2 separate regions of the Mus musculus genome follow, and region 1 is linked to region 2. Evidence: chromatin contacts called from public HiChIP or PLAC-seq data. All regions are on one chromosome and are shown on one strand. The core of a region is the stretch at or near the end of the contact, and the rest is flanking DNA. Distances in the headings are between cores, read along the strand shown. Region 1 overlaps 4933406J09Rik (RIKEN cDNA 4933406J09 gene). Region 2 overlaps Etv6 (ets variant 6).

Region 1 (4,782 bases), core at 1,022-3,521, 180 kb after region 2:
AACTAACTCTATAAACCAGAAGCCGAACAAAAGAGCACAAGCTATAAAACCTTTAGAGGAAAATGATGAAGTAAACCTCTTCTGCCCTGGGTTAACCAACACCTAAGAAGCTTTCATTAGTGGCACCAACTAGAGCCTGGGGAGACAGCTCACTGCATAAGACCACTTACTTGAGGACTGAGTTCAAATCCCCAGAACCCACATAAAAAGCCACTCATGGCCAGGAGTACAATGTAACCCAGCACTATAGTGGGCAGAGACAGGAGGATTATCGCTGAGGCTTCCTACTGCTAGACTAGCCCCAGGTTCAATGAGAGATCCTGTCTCAAGGAAATACGGAGGAGAGTAGTCCTCTGGCCTCTCTGTATGTACACACTCACCCACATACACCATAGGCACATTCAATAAATAAATTAAAGAAATGATCCACAGGCAAAAAAATGACTAAAAGAAAAATACAGACAACTTCATCCACATAAAATTTGAAACTTTATTTTTAAAACTTTTATGAGCTGAGAATAGTTTTATATAATGGTGAGTTTCATTATGACATCCACACACATGTATATATTCACCATATTCACCCCCATTGACCCCTATGTTCCCCCTCCTACTCCTCCTGACCCCCTCCTCTTCCCAACTAGCTACCTTCCTCCCCCCTTCCCTATGCATGAGTGAGTGTGTGTGTGTGTGTGTGTGTGTGTGTGTGTGTGTGTGTGTATGATGACTTCTGTTAAGGTTTCTCACATGAGCACAGGTAAGGAGCTATTTAAAGGATCATGGACAATTTACCAGTGTCTACAACACTGAAGGCAACTTCATTTTCCTCCCCCAGAAACCACTGTCTCTAGATCCTCAGGGAGCAATAGGGCCTCACTTGTTCCTCCTCTCTCCATGATGGAAAGTTGATGGCCCAATCTAAAACTAAAAATGTTTGTGCTTCCATGGATACCATATCAAGAAATAGATAATTCACAGAGCAGGAGAAAGCTGCAAATTGTATGCCATAAGGGATTTAAATCTTGAATACCTAAGGAATTCTTACAACTCAACAATAAGGCAATAACCCAATTAAAATATAGGCAAAAAAAAATTTTTTGAAAAACTGTCTCCAGAGAAGACTTTTAAAATGGCCACTAAACTCATGCAAAAGTGTTCATTATCATTGCTCATCAGATAATTGTAAATTAAAAGCACAATTGATGTCATTTTATATTCATTATAAGAAGATGATCAGAAAGATAGACTATAACCATGACAAGTGCTTGGGGATGTGGACAAATCAGAATCTTCACCCATGGCTGATAGGATGGAAATGGTTATGGCCACTGTGGAAAACAGTCCACCGATCCCTTAAGAGGCCAAGCCTACATTTAGAATATGAACCAAGAAATTCTGAAAACATGTGCCCACAAATAAAACTCTATGCACACTGCTGATAGCAGAATTAGTGGCAATCGATACCCAACGGGAGCACCTCAAGTGTCCATCAAACGATGAAAATTTGATCAGCAGTGCTGCTAAATCTATAGGATAGAATATCCTTTGGTGTTAAAATGGATTAAATACTGACACAAAGTCAAGAAGGCTGATCTTTAAAGTTATTGTGTTAATTTAGAAAGGACAGACACAAAAATTTAAAAAAAATCATTCCATTTGTATGAAGTCCAGAATAAGTAAATTATAGAGACAGAAAACAGCATGGTAGGCTGCTCTGTGTAGAGTGGAGAAACAGGGGATGACTGCAAAGGGGCTCAGGGACATTTTGAGGGATTGAGAACACATTCCAGAAATGGTTGTTGTGATGGGCCCCAACAGGGTGACACACATAACCACTGGAGTCCACATTTTTATGTTATTGGTTTGATTTTGCAAAACTGGAGGTTCAGCGTGGTGGGCAAGCATCCTGCTACTAAGCTCCCTTGCCAGCCAGACACCTGCAGTTTTTAAATGCATGGTGTGGGTGACATGTGATTTGCATCCCACCAACCCAGATCTGTGTAAGATGTGTGAATACAACTTTAAAAAGAGCATAATAACTGGTATCAGAGAGACAAAGAAAGAGGAAGCTTGGAAAGTAGAACTCATTCGTTCTGAACAAGCTTCAGAATGTTTGAAAACTAGAAAGATAGAACAGAGGTAAATATGCTCAAAAACCAAGCTGGAGGTTAACTACATTAAAGTGAGCAAAGCAATCAGTAGAGATCTGAAGGAGTCGGGGCATGGGAGCAGGGCCGTGCTACCCTCCGAGTGTTTGCTGCGGGAAGGAAACAGAGCCTGCACCGCACAGACCAGCCCTGTTTCCCTTCCCCGGAAGTGACCACACCTCTGATAAGTCAGTGTAAAGCACAGCTTTTTCCTCGGTTATAAAAAAAAAAAAAAAAAAAAAACAACAACAGACTGGAGTGATATTAAACACAGCGAGAAGGGGGAAATGTCCTATCGTCATCGTCATGTCGTGGCAAGTTCTGATGTCGGTAGAGAGCTTTCCTAAGCACACTCTCTATGTACTTAGGGTCACGTTATACATTCAGTGTTCTGTTCATATATAGTGCTTTGTAACTACATTCAGTGTTTTCCACTATTTAAAATTCTCATAAGCATTATGTCGAGGAACAAACTATACGTAGCTTACTTAGGCGTTTCTCAGTACAGGTGATTGTTTTTTAAAGACTACGTCTCAGTGTGGTGGCACATGTCTGTAATGGAGCACTGGAGAAGGAGGCAAAGGGATCACAAAGTTGAGAGCAACCTAAGCTACGTGGTGAGTTCCAGGCAAGCCTGGGAGACTCAGTGACACGCTGTCTGAAAAAAAAAAATACAAAGAAAAACTTAAGCAAAGATTTCTTTTCTGACATATTCAAATTTTTCATAAACATAATTTGTAGCATGAAACTATTTAATAATCTTCACAGTCCTGATCAAAAATATTATATTAGCTTATATGTTGATAGAAATATATGATAGTCCCATCTGTCTACACAATATGAAGGCTCTTAAAAATAACTCCAATTCCTTTTCTAAGAGTTAACTCTTGGGAAAGATTTTCATCGCAGCATTATTTACGACAGGAAAACTTGAAGTGCTCAGCAAAAGTGGAAAAGCTAAATACCTCATGGTGGTAATTTTTCAGGAATCTGAGGTGTTTCAAAGAATATGAAACAAAAAAGAAGAGTGGTTAGTGATTTTTGTTTGCTTGTCTTTAGACAGATTCTCATGTAACCCAGGCTGGCCTTGAAATCTCTATGTTGCCGAGGATAACCCTGAACCTCTCTCTGCTTCCAGCTGCTGAGTTCTGATGTGGTTGTGCCCCACCACACCTGGTTTATGTGATGCTGGAGACTGAACCCGGGCTTGGTATGTGCTGGGCCAGTGCTCTCAGCTGCACTCTTGCCTCAGCTTCACTAATACTTAAGTGAAATGCCCTGTATGTTTAACACCAAATTCTTTGTGAGGTCACATAATACAGAAACGCTGAAAAAACTCATTGTGGGATCACAGGTGGATTTATTCTCTAAGTATTTTCCAAAGCACTATATGATTTTACCACTATATGGGCACTATATGACTTTCCATTTATTTATTTATTTTGGTTTTTTGAGACAAGGTTTCTCTGTGTAGCCTTAGCTGTCCTGGAACCCACGCTGTAGATGAGGCTGGCCTTGAACTCAGAGATCCATCTGCCTCTGCCTCCCGAGTGCTGGGATTAAAGGCATGTGCCACAATCACCTGGCTGATACTATGTTTTTAAAGTTCACAGACTGAAATAATTAGCCCCAAAGTAAATCCACGGCTAGTGAGTGCTCCGTGGAGAAGACCGGAAAGGAGGATCCCTGTGGGTACAGCTGAGTTCTGGGCCGCAGAGTATGCAGGTCCTAGGCTCCAGCTCCAGCCCCGATACTGTCTTTCTAAGTTTGCTTTGTGATGAGGCTCTCCCTGCGCTTTACTCACTCATTGTCACAGGGAAGGTCCCATGTGACCTTCGTGCACTGTGTATGGTTTTCTCCGAGAGTTACCTACTCAGGGTCCTGGGCTGTAGCGACACTGAAAGCACCAACAATGGATGCACAGGCGGCCAATGTCTGAATAAAGATATAACAAGCACTGAACGAGGTGAACCTGGAGGATGCTTATAAAAGGGAACCCCAGCTTCAAGACTCTCTGCAGATAGCAAAATTCTTCAAACAGAAAGCAAAATGTATCCAATATCCTTGCTACCACCTCGGGGTCTCCGACTGCCATGCTCCCCATGACTTCTGACTATATAAAAAATAAGTGGCAGCGGCTCCCGAGGACGGGACGTCAAATTGGTTAATCAAATGCTTTACCTTCCAGGGTTATTAACATGTTTGTTAGTCTTCTCATCCCCAGTGGCCAGGAACCCCATCCTAGCCAGTGAGGGCCCTTTGCAGTTCTGCTTAGCAGACTTAGTCCAGGGGGTTTATGCTCAATAATGCTGCATAAGAAAACTGCTTTAAAAGTCAGAAGCAGATATTTGCACCCAACCAATGGACAGAAGCAGCTGACCCCTGTTGTTGAATTAGGAAGGCTGAAAGAAGCTGAGGAGGAGGGCAACCCTGTAGGAGAACCAGCAATCTCAATTAATCTGGTCCCCTGAGATCTCTCAAACACTGGACCACTACATAGTCAGCATATACCAGCTGACATGAGGCTCCCAACACACATTCAGTAGAGGATTGCCAGGTCTGTGTTCATTCAGAGATGATGCATCTAACCCTTAAGAGCCTGGAGGCCCCAGGGAGTTTAAAGGTCAGGTGGGGT
Region 2 (4,571 bases), core at 1,927-4,426:
CCCCCCCCAGCTTTGGGGGGGGTACTTTCTTACTAGATCTGGACAGAGTGTGGAGAAAACAGTGCCTTTTCTCCATCATTTGGAAATGCTTCTCTCAGGCTGGCAGTGAAGCCACCACACAGAATCCCTGACCGTATGTTCGCTCCCATTTGTAACTCCCATTTAAACATTCCATGTGAGACTCTCCCTGACCTTAAGCCCTGGATGTGGTGTACATAGTCGTTTACCCAAGTATTTGGAGTTTCACTTGAAGGTATTTTTAAGATCACAAAAGTAGAAATTCTCTGAGATGGTTTCCTTGCCTGAGACTGTGGGGTTATAAATGTTCTTTTCAAACTATGCTTGGAGCTGGGGACATTATCTGCTGTAATGATCAGTAGATCAGTTGGTAGAGAACTTGCTTAGTGTGCATGAAGTCCTGAGTTCAATCCCAAGCAGGAGATGAGCCAGGCATGTTGACACAGACCCCCTCCTTCCAGCACACAAGGAGATTACAGTCAAACTACTTGAATGTTCTGATCATATGCTGACTGAAACTTGAGACTAACAAAAAATGGCACACATTTGTCCTTTGCCAACTGGATATTTGAAACTGAAAAAAGTTTTCTTTTGATTCATGGGCAGAGAAAATTTTTCTTCAGATAAACTTGTGCGTGCATGTGTGTGTGTCTGTGTGTGTGTCTGTGTGTATACATGTGTGTGTGCATGCATGCACACATATGAACACAGATGTGTCTTTGGGATTATAGCAGCTATTAATCCAGATGTCTACATCACAAAACTCCTGTGATGGTTTCTACCACCCACACATTATGAGGAAAGAACATGGCGGATACAATGGAGTATTGTAGCGCTGACATTGTACCTACAGCTGTGCCACTCTCTGCCTATTGGCATCTTTGTTTGCTGAATGGAAGATTCAGATTCCCAAGTGCCTGTTGCTGCACCCAGGACAGAGAGGGCTTCTAGTTGCCTCTGAACCGGGCCAGTGTTCTGCGAAAGCAGGGAATGTGGTCCCCCAGTTGAAATGACTATGAGCGCCTTGAGTGTGAATTATCTGCTGTAATGAACTTCTCTGCGCCTGCCTTTCCACCTCTGAAAAGCATTCCTTTTGCATCAGGCATGTTCCCACCTAGCTCCGTTAAAACATTTTTTTTTTAGATTTATTTATTTTATGTGTGTCAGTAAGTTACTCGTAATTATGTATATATGTGTATTACATACATGCCTCTAGAGCTAGGAACTAAACTGGCACACACAGGGTGCTTTGGGGTATCTATAAGAACAGTGGGTGCTTTGGCTGCTAAGCAATTCTTCTGAGCCCCTAGCCCCACTTTTTAAAAGTAGTCAGGAATGTAGGTAGGTAGTGCCTTGGATAGAGATGGTGACTAACCCACGTCCTTTCTTCATGCAAATTAGTTTATTAAATTTCTCAATTCCCTTGTATCGGAGGGATCTGTAGCTGACGTGGAAGGCCAAGGATCAAGTTGGAAATAACGTCTGTAATTTTGCTCAGGAGATAGACGAGTGAAGCAGGACAAAATCCAGGTCCCTTGCTTGATGAAGACAAAGTATTTTAAACCTGGAGCCCCGAGGCTGAGAAGAGCACCCAGTCCTACTGCTTAGCATGCTCGGGTGCTATCTCTAGATGATGCCAGCGATGATCTTGACCAGACAAGCTGAGCATCTGAAGGCCAGCATCATGCTGAGGATCCACGCCCTTTGTGTCCTTGGGCAGAAACAGTGAGTTTGCAGGTACAGATCCTCACACACAGAAGGGGCGCGTGAATTCACGTTTCAGTGAGGGGGTCAGGAAGATCTTGACCTTACCGGGGTAACTTACACGCATGTAAGACATTTTGTCGCTGAGTCCTCTTGACAGCCCTGTGAACTGAATTTCCTTCTCCTCACCATTAAGATGAAAAGTCCAGTTTAAGGAGGTTAAAAAGGCAAGCTCAGCCAGCGCCACTCACAGAGCTGGTAGCCAGTCCAGTGGCCTCTCAGACTCTGTCTTCCTTCCTTCCCAGTATAAACCAAAGCCCTATTATCTAGATGAAAAGAATGAAAAACAGTGTCACATTCCCTCTGAGACTCAACTGCGGTTAAGACTTCATAAATTTCAGAAAAATAGGATAACTCACCAAAGTAAACATTTAAAAAACCACCTCACAGCAAATGGCTACCGCAACCCCAAACCTCAAGGTTCATATATTGAGATTTCAGTGAGCTTCATGATTCTCATCCGTCTCTTAAATACGGCTCTGTTTCCTGGTAAATAATATCTCTTCAGAGCCCTGGCACATAAATAGTGTAATAAGATCAGCTCTGAGCAGGCTGCCGTTCTAGTGCCCTCTAATTGCAGGGTGAAAATCCAGGGCCGCCTTAGCTCCTCATCTGTCTCCGTCTCTCACTGGCCACTGCCTGACACCCAGTCTGAGGTTCAACACCGTCTCTTCTTTTTGTGCTTTAGATAGATCCGTCCTTTGCACAGATTTTTTTTTTTAAATAAAGTGATTTGAAATGGAAAATTAAAAACTTAAATGCAAGTTTGGCAGCTTCTCTCTTCAGAAGCTTCATAAAATTCTCTATAGCACAGCTGCTCTGGATTCTCACCACTTAGCTGTTCTCACGATGTCTGAGAGATTAATTCTTACAGGGATGTGGTTGGAGATACTCCCCACGTCCCGTCCCCACCCCCCCATCTCCCGCCTCCCATGTTTCGCCGAGAATCTTCACTGGGAAAAGTTATGTGGAAAATCCCATCACCCGAGGTAAAGGTTCTTGAGTGATAGACACCTTTGGGAGTCTGTTACTTACCATGTTGTTTATGTGTGCTCTACTCATTTGAAATCCTGTCCTCTCTGGCAAAAATCTGAAATCTTATGTGCGATCCTGATAAGTGTGTGCCGACACTGTCTTGGGATGCCTCTGTGTGTCTGTGTCTGTGTGTGTGTGTGTGTGTGTGTGTGTGTGTGTGTGTGGTCTATCTGTTGTCTCTGTGGATCTGGATGCAGATACTTCAATCCTTCCTGGCAGATTTAAGCTCTCCACGTCCCACAGGCTGCAGTAGAGGACAAGGGCGGCATCAGAGAATGGAGAGCTTTGGTGGGGTCCCCACCCACTGGCCCAGAGACCAACTGTTTATCCCTGGGTCCCGGCAGCAGCTGAAAGCCAGGGGTGTTTTTGGGATTCGGCTGCCAAAGTTTCTTGAATCAGCCTTGTTCAAAGGCATATGCTGGGCTCACTTCTGAGGGAAATTTCCTTTTTGGGGAAGTTGAAGCAAAGGAATTTCCTGTGTGGGCAGACAGAGCTTCCTGACGTGAAGGCTTCTTGGAAGGGAAACAGTTTCATAATGAAATGACAAATTAAAGATATACCAGCCGGGTTCACTTCAAAACAGCTATTGAGAGTGCAGGCAAAGCCCTATTATACCCCCTCACAGAACAGAAATAAATCCCATCCTGACAGGTTTCTATATGCTGGGTTATATCTGTCCCCCCACACCTTCCTTCACAGTCTCCCACATGCTCCCTCTCCCACCCCCACCACTAGCTACCACCATCTCTGTCTTTAACAGGCTTCGAGCAGTCTCGGGGAGGCCTGGGGCATCCTTCCTGCCTCTTGTCACCTTTCCTTACCAGCTTCGCCCATCCTAGGAGTGCTTGGAGCCTCCTTGTAGGTGATGGTAAAGCCCGAGGCTGCCCAGACTTAGGAGTGATCTCTTTCCTTCTTTTGACATGATTGAAAACAATGATTGAAGATGGCTTCAGCTGGTTCCTTTAGCTGCCCCTTAAAATCTTGTAGGCAGTCCATGTAACTGCTATTCTTATCTCAGAGCTGGTCTGAAGCCGGCTTTGTTCAAGAAAATAGAGCTCTCTCTGCACTGGGCAGATGACGGTCTTGTGCTGAGCGTGTAGTTTTTTGCACTTCAGTCAGCCAGTGTAGCGGAGTTTTGGTTTTGTCTTGTACACTGATATGAAGATTCCCTTTGTTGCTGTTTTTATTTTTAAGACAGGGTCTTGCTTCATAGCCCTGGTACTGATCCAGAACCCACCTTGTAGACTAGGCCTTGGGCGTGATGTAATCCTCCTGTTGTCACCTCCTGAGTACGCATCTCTTTCTCTATCTCTCTCTCTCTTTTTCTGTGTGTGTCTGTGTCTCTGTCTGTCTGTCTCTGTGTCTCCTTTTCTTCTCCCTCCTTTCCCCCTCTTTTGTTAGGGTTGGGTTAAGGATAGAACTCAGGGCCTTGTGCATCCTGGGCAATTTACTCTCCCACTAAATTACACCCCAGCACCCTACATTTCTTTTCTTTTTCCTTCCCTCCCTTCCTTTCCTTCTTTCCTTCTTTCTTTGCCTTTAGAAAAAAACAAATTAAGAGAGAAAAAGATAACAGCATCTTTTGGGCAGTGTGTAAGAACAGCCATTATTCGTTAGGCCTAGGTCAGTAGGATCAAAAACTTACAGACCTTGGAAACCAACGATTTTAAACTGTCATTTCTAGCACTATACAGCCAGCAATGCAGCCAAGTCTCTTAACCTCTTGGCCTCAGTTTCCTTGTCCTTACAGTGAA

The links. HiChIP or PLAC-seq counts read pairs in DNA pulled down with a chosen protein or histone mark.
Region 1: a contact with region 2 is called in an H3K4me3 HiChIP or PLAC-seq map of bone marrow-derived macrophages, with 2.6 times the contacts expected there. The contact joins two enhancer-like sites. A contact is called at or near these places in 2 of 484 Hi-C or Micro-C datasets (cerebral cortex and forebrain) and 1 of 115 datasets of contacts at active chromatin or transcription factors (bone marrow-derived macrophages).

Annotation. Positions count from the first base shown.
Region 1 is chr6:134,330,875-134,335,656 of GRCm38.p6, forward strand. The region is part of intron 3 of 4933406J09Rik (RIKEN cDNA 4933406J09 gene); the gene reads right to left. Among named protein-coding and RNA genes, the nearest start is that of Bcl2l14, 63 kb to the right of the region's middle. Within about 2 kb of position 2,272, at least 61 of the 459 cell types and tissues checked have an H3K27ac peak or open chromatin away from gene starts, as enhancers often do. A contact at or near this core is called in bone marrow-derived macrophages, where this site is marked.
Region 2 is chr6:134,148,860-134,153,430 of GRCm38.p6, forward strand. The region is part of intron 2 of Etv6 (ets variant 6); the gene reads left to right. Among named protein-coding and RNA genes, the nearest start is that of Gm52920, 35 kb to the right of the region's middle. Within about 2 kb of position 3,177, at least 90 of the 459 cell types and tissues checked have an H3K27ac peak or open chromatin away from gene starts, as enhancers often do. A contact at or near this core is called in bone marrow-derived macrophages, where this site is marked.